Regions from separate parts of the Arachis hypogaea genome. Here region 2 is linked to region 1. A link is a contact called in public Hi-C data. All regions are on one chromosome and are shown on one strand. The core of a region is the stretch at or near the end of the contact, and the rest is flanking DNA. Distances in the headings are between cores, read along the strand shown. Region 1 holds the start of LOC140180228. Region 2 holds the start of LOC112754955 (ATP-dependent DNA helicase At3g02060, chloroplastic).

The links. A called contact is a pair of places that touch in the nucleus more often than the background predicts.
Region 2: a contact with region 1 is called in a Hi-C map of leaf, with 3 times the contacts expected there. The contact joins the promoter of LOC112754955 here to the promoter of LOC140180228 in region 1. A contact is called at or near these places in 2 of 8 Hi-C or Micro-C datasets (leaf and an unstated tissue).

The regions. Positions count from the first base shown.
Region 1 is chr16:128,319,238-128,326,468 of arahy.Tifrunner.gnm2.J5K5, reverse strand. LOC140180228 reads right to left here and starts at 4,016. Exons shown (of 1, transcript XM_072220675.1): 1 at 3,381-4,016. The coding sequence starts at 4,016. The coding sequence ends at 3,381. It overlaps LOC112754951 (UDP-glucose flavonoid 3-O-glucosyltransferase 7), which reads left to right. Exons shown (of 2, transcript XM_025802784.3): 2 at 6,923-7,170. LOC140180227 (serine/threonine-protein phosphatase 7 long form homolog) reads left to right here and starts at 5,722. Exons shown (of 4, transcript XM_072220674.1): 1 at 5,722-5,781. The coding sequence starts at 5,722.
Region 2 is chr16:128,493,786-128,501,016 of arahy.Tifrunner.gnm2.J5K5, reverse strand. It overlaps LOC112754955 (ATP-dependent DNA helicase At3g02060, chloroplastic), which reads left to right and starts at 2,799. Exons shown (of 14, transcript XM_025802793.3): 1 at 2,799-3,359; 2 at 3,488-3,775; 3 at 4,098-4,323; 4 at 4,565-4,810; 5 at 5,598-5,732; 6 at 5,819-5,943; 7 at 6,131-6,270; 8 at 6,542-6,612. The coding sequence starts at 3,025. It overlaps LOC112754956 (potassium transporter 4), which reads left to right. Exons shown (of 8, transcript XM_025802795.3): 8 at 1-698. The coding sequence ends at 390.

The sequences.
Region 1 (7,231 bases), core at 2,767-5,266:
CTCTCCTTCCATCCCTATATCTTCCCAGCCACTTTCTCTTCTATCCATTCTAACGACTTACTCTTAGCTCTCCCTAACTTGGCCGATATCCTTAAATATTTGCCTGGGTTGTCCCAGGAAGGTATTCCAAGAATGTCTTCTATATTGACCTTACTAGTCTGTATAGATACTTCTTTTCCAAAAATGATCTCTGGCTTTTCCAGATTGATCATCTGTCCAGAAGTCGTGGTGTAAGAGTTGATAGACTTCTTCGTCCTATGCTCCTGAAAAAATTATATAGTCAACAGCAAAGAGGATATGAGTAATGGCTAGGGTTGTTAGGGATAATTTGACCCCATTTATCAACCTTTCATGGCTTTATTCATTAAAATAGTTAGAACTTCAGAAGCTATTATAAAAAGATAGGGTGAAAAGGGTCTCCCTGTCTCAGACCTCTTTGAGGGACAATTTCTTTGGTGAGATCTTTGTTTATCTTGAATTTATATTTAGCTCCTCTTACACACTTCATGATAATCTTTATCCACCCTTGACTCAACCCAAGCACCTTTTGTACTTCTTCCAAAAAATCCCACTCCATCTTGTCATAGGCCTTGTTGATGTCCATTATGATCACCAAGTCTTGGGAGCTTTTCCGTCCCTTCTCATTAAGTGTGTTAAATGCTTCTTGCATAATGAGAGTATTGTCTTAAATTAATCTTCCTCCTACAAAAGCACTTTGAACCAAAGAAATAATCTCTTCCATAATATTCTTTAGCCTGGATACCATCACCTTTGAAATGATCTTGTATATGTAATAAGCAATTGATTGGTCTGACTTGGTTAAGACTATTTGCTTGTTTAGCCTTCGGTACCAGCACAACATGAGTTTGGTTAACTTATTCCGGAAGCTCTCCTTGTTCAAAGAAATTCCTTACTACTTCCCCAACTTATTTTCATATGGTTCCCCAATGCTTTTGGTAGAATTGCCCATTTAGACCGTCTGGACCTGGGGCTCTCAAGCCGTCCATACTGAACACCAGTTTTCTAATTTCTTCATTCGAAACCATCTCCATAAGCCTTTCATTTGTCTAGCTTGTGACTCTAGTGAGGATTATTTCCAAGAATTCCTTCATGTTTACCTGTCCTCTAGTCTTGAAAAGGGCATTGTAGTGGTCCTCTATGAGTTGCTTCACTACATTTTGACCTTGGATCCACTTTCCATTTGTATCCTTGAGTTTTTCAATTCTATTTCTATATCTTCTTTGGATTGTTGAGGCATAAAAAAGGCAGTGTTCTTATCTCTCCATTTTATCCATTTCAACCTCGACCTTTGTCCCCAGTATTTTTCTTCCCTCTTCCAAATCTCTGTGATCTTCTCTTTTACTTCTTGGATTTGTCTTTTGTTTTTCACAGTCAAATATGAGTTCTGCAGCTCTTGCAGGTTTTCCTATCACATGACAACCTCTTTATCCGCTCTCTTAAATCTATCTCTGCTCCACTTTTTAAGGTCTCTCTTGCAGTTATCTAGTTTTTCTAAGAGCTCCTCCACCCTCCTTGTATGTCTGATCCCCTCACCCAAGCTCTTTGAATGGTATCTCCACAGCTTTCATAGTCATCCCAAAACGTATCATATCTAAAAAGTCTCTAATTAATCCTTTCTGGTTTGAGATCCAAGACTAGAGGGCAGTGATCCAAGCTGATGGTTGGTGGAGATGTGAGAACTGCATGCTGGAAGAGTCTTCTCCACTTTCAGTTAGCCATCACTCTGTCCAACCTTTTCCTAGTTATAAAGTCGTTTCTTGGGTTACTAAACCATGTAAATTTATTCCATTTTTGTTCTAAGTCCATAAGATCTTTCTTGTTGACAAACTCTCTAAATACCTCAATGTGATTTTTTGGTTTTGAGGTCTTTCTGACCTTTTTCTGTTGATCCAGTATATCATTAAAGTCTCCTATATAGTAAACTAGTTCATCAATCAAATTATTTTGCATTGCTAATTGCAGCCAAAGATTTCTCCTACTTTTGAACGTTGGATTGCCATAAATAAAATTGCATCTCCACTTATTGCCCCTGTTATCATTAATATAGCATGAAATGCAATTTTGACTCTAAGAGTGAATTGAAATATCCATATACTTCCTCCAAATTAAACATAGACCACCGGACAGCCTCCGAAGTTCTACACAAAAATATTTTTCAAATTGTCATTTTTTTTTGCTAAACTCCTAATCTTCTCCTCCTTAGCTCTAGTCTCTATGAGGAACATCATGGATGGCTTATGCTATTTGCACAGCTTCTTTATCTCGGAACCTGTCGTGGCTGCCGCTTCTCTGCGACAGTGTTAGCTTATCAATTTCATGGTTGAGGTGGGGGCTTGATTAGGCCCACCTCCTCAACTTTATTTGCTTGCTTGCTTTCCTAAGAAATCACTTTTTGCTAGTTCATTGATCGTCTTCTCCCGCTTTTCTCTCTTGACTCCTTATTGCTCTTGCTCATCTACCTATTCCTTGTCTTCAATTAGCTTTAGGTTTGTTCCTTCTCATTTTCTTTTCAGCCTAATACTATCTTTAACACAATTAATTAATTCCTCCTCCGAATTCGGTATGGGTATGGTTTCTGACTCCCTAGTGTTTAACTCCTCTTCCATTGGTAGTTCAACATAATATTTCCCTCCAGCCCATCTGAATACTCTTGTCTTTGTTCGTGTTTCTTGGTGGTCCCCTTGCCGTTCTTTGGTTCTCCCATGCACCAATGCCATGTCGCTTCCACTTTTTCATAACCCTCTCTAAGTTTTTCTCTATCTTCCTTATTTTGCATTAGCCATAATTCTTCTACTCTATTCTTTTGTTGTCCCTCAACTAATATTGTGTGATTTGGGCTTTTAGCCTCTGAGAAGAAGGACTCTAAAAATTTTTTGCTTTGAACTTTTTGTTTCTCCTTGTGATGTGTCTTCTTTTTCCATACTCTTCATGTTTGGTTGGGCCTTAGACGGTTGAGACTTTATTTGGTGCCTTTCCTCTTGATCTTCTTTATTAGGCTCAAGTGGAATGCTTGGCTCAAAGTAAAAACCCCTACTGTCTTTGCTCTCTATATATATATCATCATCCACTTTTTCTTTTCCTTTCTTTATCTTTGTCTTTCTCTCTCTGAACTCCTTTGAAAGTTTCAAAGTTAGCGAAAAGATTTCTATTTTGCTCTTCTGCTCTACTTCCTTGTGCTAGTGTCTTTGATGTCTCTTTTATTGGTGCGTAACTACCGCCCTACTCCTTCAATTCATGTGAAATTTTTCTATAGGATGTGACATCTTCTTTTGACACTATTTTGGACTACTGGTTATACCTACTATCTTCAGACCATTGGTTAAACCCAATTTTCTTGTGAACTTCATCTTCCTCTTTGTCTATTCTTCTTCTTCTCCTGTTTGTTCGTGGATGCCCCTGCTTCTTCCACCCTCTGAGATAGATAACTTTCTAGTACTATTGACTCCTAATTCTACTATGTACCTTGATTTTGTCGGATCCAAGCTGACCATGGCCATAGGTTGTGTGCAACTCTTCTTTTCATGCCCAATGACTTCACAATTGAAATAATAGCTCTCTTGGAATCGTTCATACTTGAAGCTTATCCATTTGTTCTCCTTTTGATCCCTTTTCAGCCAGAAACTTGTTTGCGGCAGTCTTGTAATTTCTATGGTCACTGTGACTCTGAGAAAGTTTCTCATCAGCACCCCGTCTTGCTTCGGATCTTTAACCTTATCAACAATTCCCAGCATATATCCGATTGTTTTAGCCGTTTTCTCATTCATATACTCTACTGGGATCCCATGTATCTGTATCCAAGTCCATGAAGTCATGGAAAACATCATAAATGAAGCGTTTTGTGACCACCTCTGCAGGTTGAGCAAATTGCCTTTAATGTTCCAAGGACCATTTTTTAGCATTTGATTGCCTTTCTTCTCATCCTTGAAGCTTATAAGTATCTTATTTCTACCTACCTCCGATATCGTCACTCCTTTTGGGTTGCCCCAAATGCCCATGATAATGTTCTTTGTCACCTTAATCTGACTTCTTTCTCTGTGATTATTTTGCCTACCAAGTTGAGGCAATCTGGATCATAACCTTGGCTTATGTTTAGTTGAATGCTGATTAGTTTGCCTTCAATAGGTTCCATGCCAAAGTTTTCCATTCTTACTTTTTAACACTCCTTAGTGCTAGTTTAGTGTGTTTCTAAGAACTTTTTTTTTCCTACATGTGGTTGCAGGTGTGATGGATTTTTGTTTTGGGTTTGGGAAAGGTTTTGGTGTGGGTAGAGGATCAAGAATAGTCTTTTGTAAGATGAGGGGATAATAGAAGCTAAAGATGGACACATTTAGATAATACTAGTGAAAAGAATCAGTGTTAAGGGTTTAATGTGTTGAATATGGACAATGCTGATTGATCTCTAGTTAAGCAGGTTGACACAAGGACTAATATTCAAAATTTAAGAGAACCTATTGTTCTATCGGCTCTCTCCTTATGCGAGTACGTGTCTCCTTATCAAGTTGCTTTATGTTCTAAGAAAATACCTGAAACCAAAGTGTTATGGGCCTAGACATGAGGTCCAGACTCCTTTGAATTGAAGGTCTCGACGTGTTCACCAATAAGATGAGGTTGTTTGACGTTTTTAAGTAGATGGTGGGAAGTATCTATAAGGGAATCTAATACTTAAATTAGTAAAAATTTTAGATAAGTTTTAGTGAATTAGAGTTGAAAAATACATTGATTTGATGGAGTATTTATAGTAAGAAGTGATGAGTTGGCTATTACTTTTGTATCTCTCCACTTGTAGTAGTGGGTAGTTACTTCCGGGAGTGGATCCTCTCCAGTGAAAAAAAAAACTGAATGGTGTCCAGTGTTTAATCTCACCCTTCATTGCTCTCTCTTCTATTTATTTTTGGTCCCACTTATAGAATTAAAGGTGAGAGATCACACTTTATTCTCTCAAGTGTTGAAAAAAATGGAGATGATCCATTTCCGTTACTTCCTTAGTAAATGGAAAAAATTTTCCACGTTGAGGTGGTTATTGACTTGTAGATAGCATCTATGGTAGTGGGTGACGGAGCTATGCTTATGGCGCAATTCAGGTCAAACATGGGTCATGAAACCCGTGCTCCAAGCAAGTCGAGCAGGCGGATCCTACAACCTATTGGACTTTCTAAAAAAGGACCAAATCTTTATTGGGCCTATGGTCCTAAATTATATGAGGCAGAGTATGAACACTTTTCATTCCTCAAGTTTCATGTTCAAATCTCACCCCCGCCCAATGACAAAAAGATGACAATTGAGTAAATACGATTTAATATAAAGTTTTCTAAATAACCAACTTTGATTGATCTAATGATTAATTCACTAGTTCACTTAAGCAATTATCAGGGATTCGAATCCCGCCTTGTACATGCAGTAACCTATTCGTCAACGATCTTAAATAGAACTTTGATTCGCAAAAAATTCGTTATTGATCTATTAGGTTGGAGAATATTGTGAACAAAAAAAAATAAAGTTCCCTAAATACTTGAGAGCAGTGAGAAGACTTTGATCACATTCCAATCTTGGAAGATACAAGTTACGTGAAACACTATACTGCCACCACAAGGCAAAACTAGACTTTCATAATAATGTATCAAAAACAATAGTCAAATTGGTCCCAAAAAATTGCCAGAAATTAATTTGGTTATGGAGAAATGATTGGTGATCAACGTGTATATGGATGCATGGTGTGTTGTCCCAAATTGTGGATCTGTGTTGATCAGAGACCTGCAAAACGTAGGTAACGTTTTGCAGGCGTTGGAATAAAAAAACTGCAGGCCCTGCAAAACGCAGGCTGCGATTGGTGAGGAAGGAGAACCAGCAAGCGAAATGTCCCCTGCATGCTAACAGGAATAGAGCCAAACGCAGGATGCGTTTGTCAACGTAGCAGAGCCAAACACAGGTTGCGTTTTGCAGGCTCCCTATCTGCATGCACGCCACGTGTACTCTACGGGTGTCTCAGCTTGGTGCTTATAAGCGGAAAACGCAGATGGAAGGAAGCAAAGTAAAAATTAGTTACTGAAGCAAAGTGAAAAATAGTTGAGGGAGAGTGAGAAAGAAAGTTTACTGTGAGAAGGAGCTTGGTGAAGAAGAAGGGCACAGTATAGGAAAAAAAAATGGTGCATGACTATACCAAACCAGAAGAACATATTATTGAGTATTTGGATCATCCTCAATTTGTAAGTAATTTTTTTTTAATATTTAACAATAAATATATAGATTTATTCGAATTTTATTTATTTATTTGTGTTGTAATTAGTAATATTGGGGTTATTAATATTATTATAACTAATATTATGTTGTTATTTATTTCTCATTACGGTTTAAATTTTTTAATACTGGTATTATATTATTATTGTTATTAATAGGCAGTGTTGTTAGTGACGTTGTTGTTGTTATTATTATTATTATTATTATTATTATTATTATTATTATTATTATAATAATAATAATAGTGGGTATGTTAATGAGAATAATTTATTAATAATTTTTAATAACAATAATGTGTAATAATTTATTATTATTTTTTAGTAATTTATTATTATTTTTTATGATAATAATAATAATAATACTGTTAACAGTAAACGGTTTTTTTAATAATATTTAATTAAAAAAATTATTATGTTTAATACTATATTAAGGTTTGTAATAATAATTAATACTGTATGTTAATAACAAATCGTGTATGTTATAGATAATATAATAAATGGTTATTATTATTGTTATTATTGTTATATTTGAGTAATTATTATTATAATTAGAGTGTTATTATAATTATTTTATAATATTAGTTATGATAGTGAGAATAAGTTTGCTTCAAATTTTTAATAATTAATAAGGTGAATGCTTTGGTGATAAAGAACATATTTTTTTTCAGCTGATGAAATTACGTGAAATGCACAATTACATCACGCGTGTCCCTTATTTCCTGAGAAGAAAAGACAGCTTCTGAGGTGCTGCAGGAGCTTGTATTATGTCATGTCTCTCTTCTGTGAAATTAGATGAAGTTAATGACATTAATTTTTTTTTAAGTTAATGACGACATTGTTATTATTTTAGTTAATCTTTTGGGCCTTTTTGATGGATTGGCCATGTTTTTTTGGTTGTGATTGGGACATTGAGTATTATGGCTAATTTTTGTAACCACCAGAAAAATTAGGATTTTGGTGTCACAAATTTAAGATTG
Region 2 (7,231 bases), core at 1,550-4,049, 180 kb before region 1:
AGCTTAATAGTTTCCGAGATTGAGGAAATTGGCGTGGACAGCTCCATCCCCAGCAGTAAATCTGTAACCCTGCGCAGCTTGCAATCGGTTTATGATGATGAAAGTCCACAAGTTAGAAGGCGTCGAGTAAGATTTCAGCTACCAAACAATCCTGGTATGGATCCTGCAGTTAGGGAAGAACTTGTGGATTTGATTCAAGCTAAGGAAGCTGGGGTTGCTTATGTATTGGGGCACTCATATGTTAAGGCTAGGAAATCATCCTCATTCTTGAAGAAGCTTGTGATTGATATCGGTTACTCATTTCTACGCAAGAATTGCAGGGGTCCTGCTGTGGCTCTTAACATTCCTCACATCAGTCTCATTGAAGTTGGAATGATATATTATGTTTAGTTTCTTGGTAAAATTTGATTTACAACTTCTTCCTGGCTGTATAGAATCTATGCTCCAGGCTATAGGTGTTATTTTTATTGCCTCGCTCATGGAAAAATGAGTATGGCAGAGGAGGGTCTCTCTGAGAAAAACGCTTGTAAGGTTTATGCTGCTCTCCTAATGTGTAATTATATTATATAGTTGCAATAATTTTGTATTAGAAGTTTTTTTTTTTTTTTGGGTGAGTATTAGAAGACTCAACCTAGAAATGATCTTTCTCCTTTCCTTCCGATTATTTATTTAGTAAAAGTGTTATTTGCGCACCTAAATTATGTCCAATTAGCACATACCAAAGGGCACTTTTCCTCCAACTGCCCTCTTCCATTTCTTCCACAAATCCACAATCTTAGTGCTTCTGGCGTTTACCCCAATGGTTGTGATAATGCTGAGGGTCCTGGATCAAAAGAGATTCTGGTAATACTAACTCTACCCCATTATGATCGCTTCTCAGCCTTGGAATTCCAGGCTCTACTGCAGCATGGCCAGCTTATGAGCCATCACTCAATCTCTTTTCGCTGGTCTCCATCTCCTTTGGTGTTTGTGAAAGTTAACTCTGATGGAACTGTTTTCATGGAGCCTCAACAGTCTGCCTTTGGCACCGTCATTCGCAATGCAGACGGCAGCTGGGTGAAGAGCTGCTCCGGAACTTGTCTGCATCATCGGCCTCTTCATGCAGAGCTGCTGACTATTTATTGCAGTTTGCAACTAGCTTGGGAGTGTGGTTTTCGGGGTGTTTATTGCGCAGAAGCTCGCAATCTTTGATCTAGCAAAATTGTTCCACAACACCACATAGAGGGGCTTTCTTCTCAAGATCGCTCTGAGACTGGACTGGCAGTTTTGCTTTACTTTGGTGTCTTGCTCTGTGAACGAACCAGTGGATATCGTGGTTAGGAAGGTTTTTTTTTTTTTGAAAACAAAAGCTCAACACAGTAGAGTGGAGCAAATATAAAAGATATCTAAAACAGACAAGCAAATCTAGGAAGGTTCTGATGGAAAGAACCTACGTTGAATGGCTTCAGCCAACATGCTTATGCTTATTGATAGTTATTCTCTTTTACGAAAGAACGGCCTGAAAATAAGTTATTCCTCTAAAGCCAGCATAAAAAAGGGCGATGGTACATTTAGAGAGTGCGCAAGGATAGCCCGTGCCCTGTGAAAGCATTGATGGTTGGCTAATCCAAGACCATGTTAAATGCCTAAGAGCTCTGCACTATTACTAAAAAAATGTTAATTTATTGCATGCCCGATACAAAGTGATAGTTCCTCCGGCCTCCGCTCCAAAGGATCAGCCATATTTCCTCTTAGTTATATGCTTCGATTGTTGATGAGCACAAAGGAGGAATGTCATTTATTCACACAATAGGAACCACCAGTGCATATCCCGGTTGAGTCAAATTGATTGGTTAACTTCTTCTACCCGTCACTATAATTTTAAAACTTTCAATTAAATTTTTACATTTTTTCTTTAATTTTGTAATGAGATTCTCCCGTGCTAGAAAGGTCCTTTACCCACAATTAGGGCTGGCAATGGGTAGGATGTGCTAGAAAGGTCCTTTACCCACAATTAGGGCTGGCAATGGGTAGGGTATGGTAGGGTTTGACCTTTACCATAACTCTACTCGTGGATTGAAAATTTTATTAAAACTCTACCATATCCTACTCGCGAGTTGAGAATCTCTCAACCCTAACCCTACACGCACCCTAAAGTTCTAAACCCTACCCTACCCGCAAAAATATCAAATTTTTTCAAAGTAAATATAAAATTCAATCATTTCAAATTTTATACATATTAATAACATAAAAAATAAAAAATTAATGTTCTAAATTACTAAATTAACTAACTAATTTAGTGGTTGTTCAAGTTGTGAGTTTAACTCTCACTTCCTTCACTATATACTTATTTTTTAATAAAATATGTTATATATGAGGTGCGGGTAGGATAGGATAGGATACACCCTAAATCCGTACCCTACCCTACCCGCAAGCATACCCAGACCGTACCCTACCCTACCCGCAGCGGGTCAGGTAGCCTACCCTATTCGAACGGGTTGGATCGAGTTAGGTACCCGCGAGTAGGATATGAATTGCGAGTCCTACCCACATTTACAATAAAATTTGATTTGTGTAAACATTTTTAAGTAGAATTTGACTTTTAGGATTGGAATTCGAAGATATCCCTCTTATTTCCCTTTTCTTTTTATTTTTTGGTCTTGAAACTAGTAATTCGTTTCTTTTTTGTTTCAACTTGCTGGAAGAGGAACCCAAACCGCAGGCCCATTAAAATATATAAAATAAGTAAATAAATAAAAGAAAAGAAAAAAAAATATCCTGCACAGCCTCTTATGTCTTATCTCAACCCCAGAAAAAATAATTTGACAAAATATTTTTGATATTAAACAGGAAGTTGAGTTATGATGATATAAGATATTTGTTCCCTGTTTGCGCAAAACCCCTCCAAAACCTCCAACATTCATCTCTGAATTTGATTCTATCTTCTCAAAATACGCATTCTTCACAAAGATTCAAACTTTTTACTTTTCCAATGACCCATTTCCATTCTTCCCTCTGAAAACCACACACCACTCTCCTCTTTCCATGGCTTCACTCCTTCCAACTCCACACTTTTCCACACCCCTTATCTCCAAGCTCACTTCTTCCCCCAAAACTTGGAAACTCTTCATCCTCCCCCACCCTTTATACCCTATAGCCCTTCACATCAAGAAGAAAAACGTACTTCTTTTTCCCACCAATGCATTCTATACGCAAGGGGTCTATGCCCCTTCTTCTTCCCCTTCCAAATTGGGGAACAGAACAGAGAAAAAGAATGAGCTTGAGAATGACTCAATTGCCTTGCTCAACGAGAGAATTCGTCGCGACTATGGCAGCAGGGAGGTCTCAAGAACTGTTATGGACTCAGAGGAGGCTGATAGGTACATACTATGTTTCACAAATAAGTATTGAGTACAATATGAATTAGCCATGAATTTAAGGAGTTTAAGATTACAGTATTTGATAAATCATACGTATATGAATACGGTTAGGTATTTGTGTAATATAGGTACATACAGATGGTGAAGGAGCAGCAGCAGAAGGGGTTGCAGAAGCTGAAGGGTGAGAGGAAGGAAGGGAAAGATGGTACCTTCAGCTACAAGGTTGACCCTTATACGCTTCAATCCGGTGACTATGTTGTTCACAAGAAGGTTGGTATTGGGAGGTTTGTTGGGATCAGGTTGGATGTTCCAAAGAATTCTACAGAACCTACTGAATATGTTTTCATTGAGTATGCTGATGGGATGGCGAAGCTTCCTCTTAAGCAGGCATCGAAAATGCTCTATAGATATAGTCTGTGAGTTTTCCTTGCCCTCTTACTCTTACCTTTTTGTTATTGTAATGTAATTCATATATATAGAACAAGTCAGTTAGCTAGACATTTCAATAGAGAGATAGTGCACAATCATGGTCGTCGATGAAAAAATTGATGGTTGCGATTGAGAATTTTGCATGATACAAGAACCATAAGTGTGACATAATTTCTTTTGATGCAAACACTTTACCCTGTTAAGGCACTTTAGAGAAGCTAGTATTTTGTTTAGCTAGTAGTCAATTGTGTTTGGAGAATTGTTTTGATTTGGTCATGATCGTGTCAAATTTTGGTTGTGCCTTGGCAGTCCAAACGAGAACAAAAGACCTCGGACATTGAGCAAGTTAAATGATATTAGTAGTTGGGAGAAAAGAAAGATTAAGGGGAAGGTTGCGATACAGAAAATGGTCGTTGACTTGATGGAGCTCTATCTACATAGGCTCAAACAGAGAAGACCGCCGTACTCGAAAAGTCTTGCCATGACTGAATTTGCTGCTCAATTTCCTTATAAGCCTACACCTGATCAACAACAGGTGACATCTTAGTAAATGCTATGTGTTTAGATGGAAGGGGAATTGTTAATTATGATTGTATATTCTAATTTTAATTTGTAATTTAAAATTTTTAAATAATTACATGTTATGTTCTAAGGCATTCACGATAAATCAGAATTTATACATATACATATTCACATTTGTTTCAATATGACATGTTTATTTGATGCTTATGAGTTATTTCCATCTCTTCCAAATACGTACCTTTCTATCTGTCCAGGCTTTTATTGATGTTGAGAGGGATTTGACAGAGCGAGAAACTCCAATGGACAGATTAATTTGTGGAGATGTTGGTTTTGGCAAAACTGAGGTTGCACTACGTGCTATCCACTGTGTTGTGTCAGCGAAAAAGCAAGCAATGATTCTAGCACCAACTAGAGTTCTAGCAAAACAACATTTTGATGTTATATCTGAACGCTTTTCTGTATATCCTGATCTCAAAGTTGGACTACTAAGCAGGTTTCAGGTATGGCCGAGTTTTCTCTTTTTCCCATTTTTATTATAGTTAAATACTCAAATATATCTAATTTTATGAAGTATGGGGATTATAGTTTAACTTATTTCGTAGTCAAATAAGAACAACAATATGCTTTCATCCAGTTGAGTTTGTTAAGAACTCTCTCTAATGCTAAGTCAAAATATCCATAAACTATAATCATGAGCTAAACTGAATACATGTCAGTTTTTGGTTGAAGTAACACTTCCCTGCACTAACAAAACAGTTTCCACTTATTGGATAAACGTGATGTCTTTTCAGTAGCTCTTTTTTTGTGAAGAACCCTATCAGTGCATCAAATTGGAAGTTTCTGACTTTAAATGATATATTCTTTATTTTGCTCGCTGGATATATATTTCATTGCCTACTCACTTTTTTATGGAAACGATTCCTTCTTCTGGTTTGGCATCTCCATTTATAAAGGGTGTTATTTTATGCTTGGTGTTCAATTATATTAAAATTTTCTTTCATTTCCATTTTCATGGCTATTATATGACAATACATGATGTACTTCTGCTACATATATACGTAATCGAGTGGTGCATTGTCTTGCTTCCTCATTTTTTATATATATTAATCTAGCTTTTCTTTAAAATTGATGGCATAAGTACATTGTAGGAATTGATATTTAGCCAATTATTAAGTTCAAGAAATATGAGCTGCATCAAGGGAAAATGTTATCATCTTGGTGGATATTTATGAATAATTAGGAACATGTCAATCAATTTTAGACTATGTGATTTATCACTACTTGCAGACCAGAGCAGAGAAAGAAGCACAATTGGACAAGATTAAGAATGGTGACCTGGACATTGTTGTTGGAACTCACTCGCTTCTTGGAGATCGTGTTGTATATAACAAACTTGGCCTGCTCGTGATTGATGAGGAACAGGTTTGCCAATTCTTGGCAATAGTTGTTTCACTTGCAATTACAGTCCTATTGCTTTTCTCTACTAAGTAATGAGTTATGCATTGCAGAGGTTTGGTGTCAAACAGAAGGAGAGGATTGCTTCTTTTAAAACTTCGGTGGACGTACTTACTCTATCGGCAACCCCTATCCCGAGAACTCTCTATTTAGCCTTGACAGGGTTTCGTGATGCTAGGTAACTAGCTTTAACAATTTTATTTTCACCTTCTTTATCTTCTGCTTCTATATTACTTAGCACTTCATCTCTTGCAAGATTAGCATTTTTCATTAAACTTGCACTAATCAAAAGAAGATCAGTTAAGGCCAACTAATCCAAGCATAAAGTATACTATGGTAATTTCGTTTGTTAATTTCCATTTCAGTTTAATTACAACCCCACCTCCAGAAAGAGTTCCCATCAAGACTCACCTTTCTGCATTCAGTAAGGATAGAGTAATATCGGCCATCAAGTATGAGCTCGACCGTGGCGGTCAAGTTTTTTATGTTCTGCCACGTATTAAAGGTGATTCTCATGTAATAATTTTTCATTTATTTACATAATGTCAAGTTTTTTTCATTTCTTTGACTTAAGTTGAAGAGTAGTTACCATAACAGTAAATTTACTTTGAATATATTAAAGAAAGATAAGCTTATGAATTTTAATTTGAGACGACAATCATGGACATAAAAGGGAAATTATGCATCAAGGTGCATGGTGGTGCTGTTGACATATATTTGCTAATTTACATTTATTTCCATGTTGACTGTTTTCTTCTCAACTATTTGCCTTATAGGACTTGAAGAAGTAATGTATTTTCTTGAAGAGTCATTCCCAGATGTTGAAATAGCCATTGCCCATGGGAAGGTAGTTGCTTCTTTTTTGGGTCTACTGTCGCATATCACATGAAAGAGAAATGTTGAGTACTTGAGTTTAATTATTCTATCGGTCTTATAGTTTTACTAAATTTTTAGTTACGTCCTTATAGTTTAAAACTTTGTAATTGAGTCTCTATACTAGCTAAACATTTCTAATTAGGTTCTTAATAGTATTTATCTTTCATAGAAAAATGCAATAATCCTAGAATATTCTCTTTTAGAATATTCCACCGTTCATCTTACATCAAACACAAATATGACTATTCCAAAGAATATTTCATATTTTTTTGCAAAAAGCTTATTGCGAATTTTTATCTAACATAAAGGCTCAATTACAAACTTCTAAATTATAAGGATCTAATTAAAAATTTGGTTAAACTATAAGAACTAACAGAATAATGAAGTCAAAATTTTAATGAACAAAGGTTTTGCATATAGTAGGCAATGAAAATATAATAACTAGGGAGTGCATACAGTAGCCAATTAATAAACAAAGGTTTTACAGCTTTCAAAGAAACGAGCCTGAGAGGGTAGAAGAACCTCAAGGTTTTGCTACATGTATGTCCTCCATTCTTTCTCTGCTTTCTTCTTCCATAAGCAGTAATTAA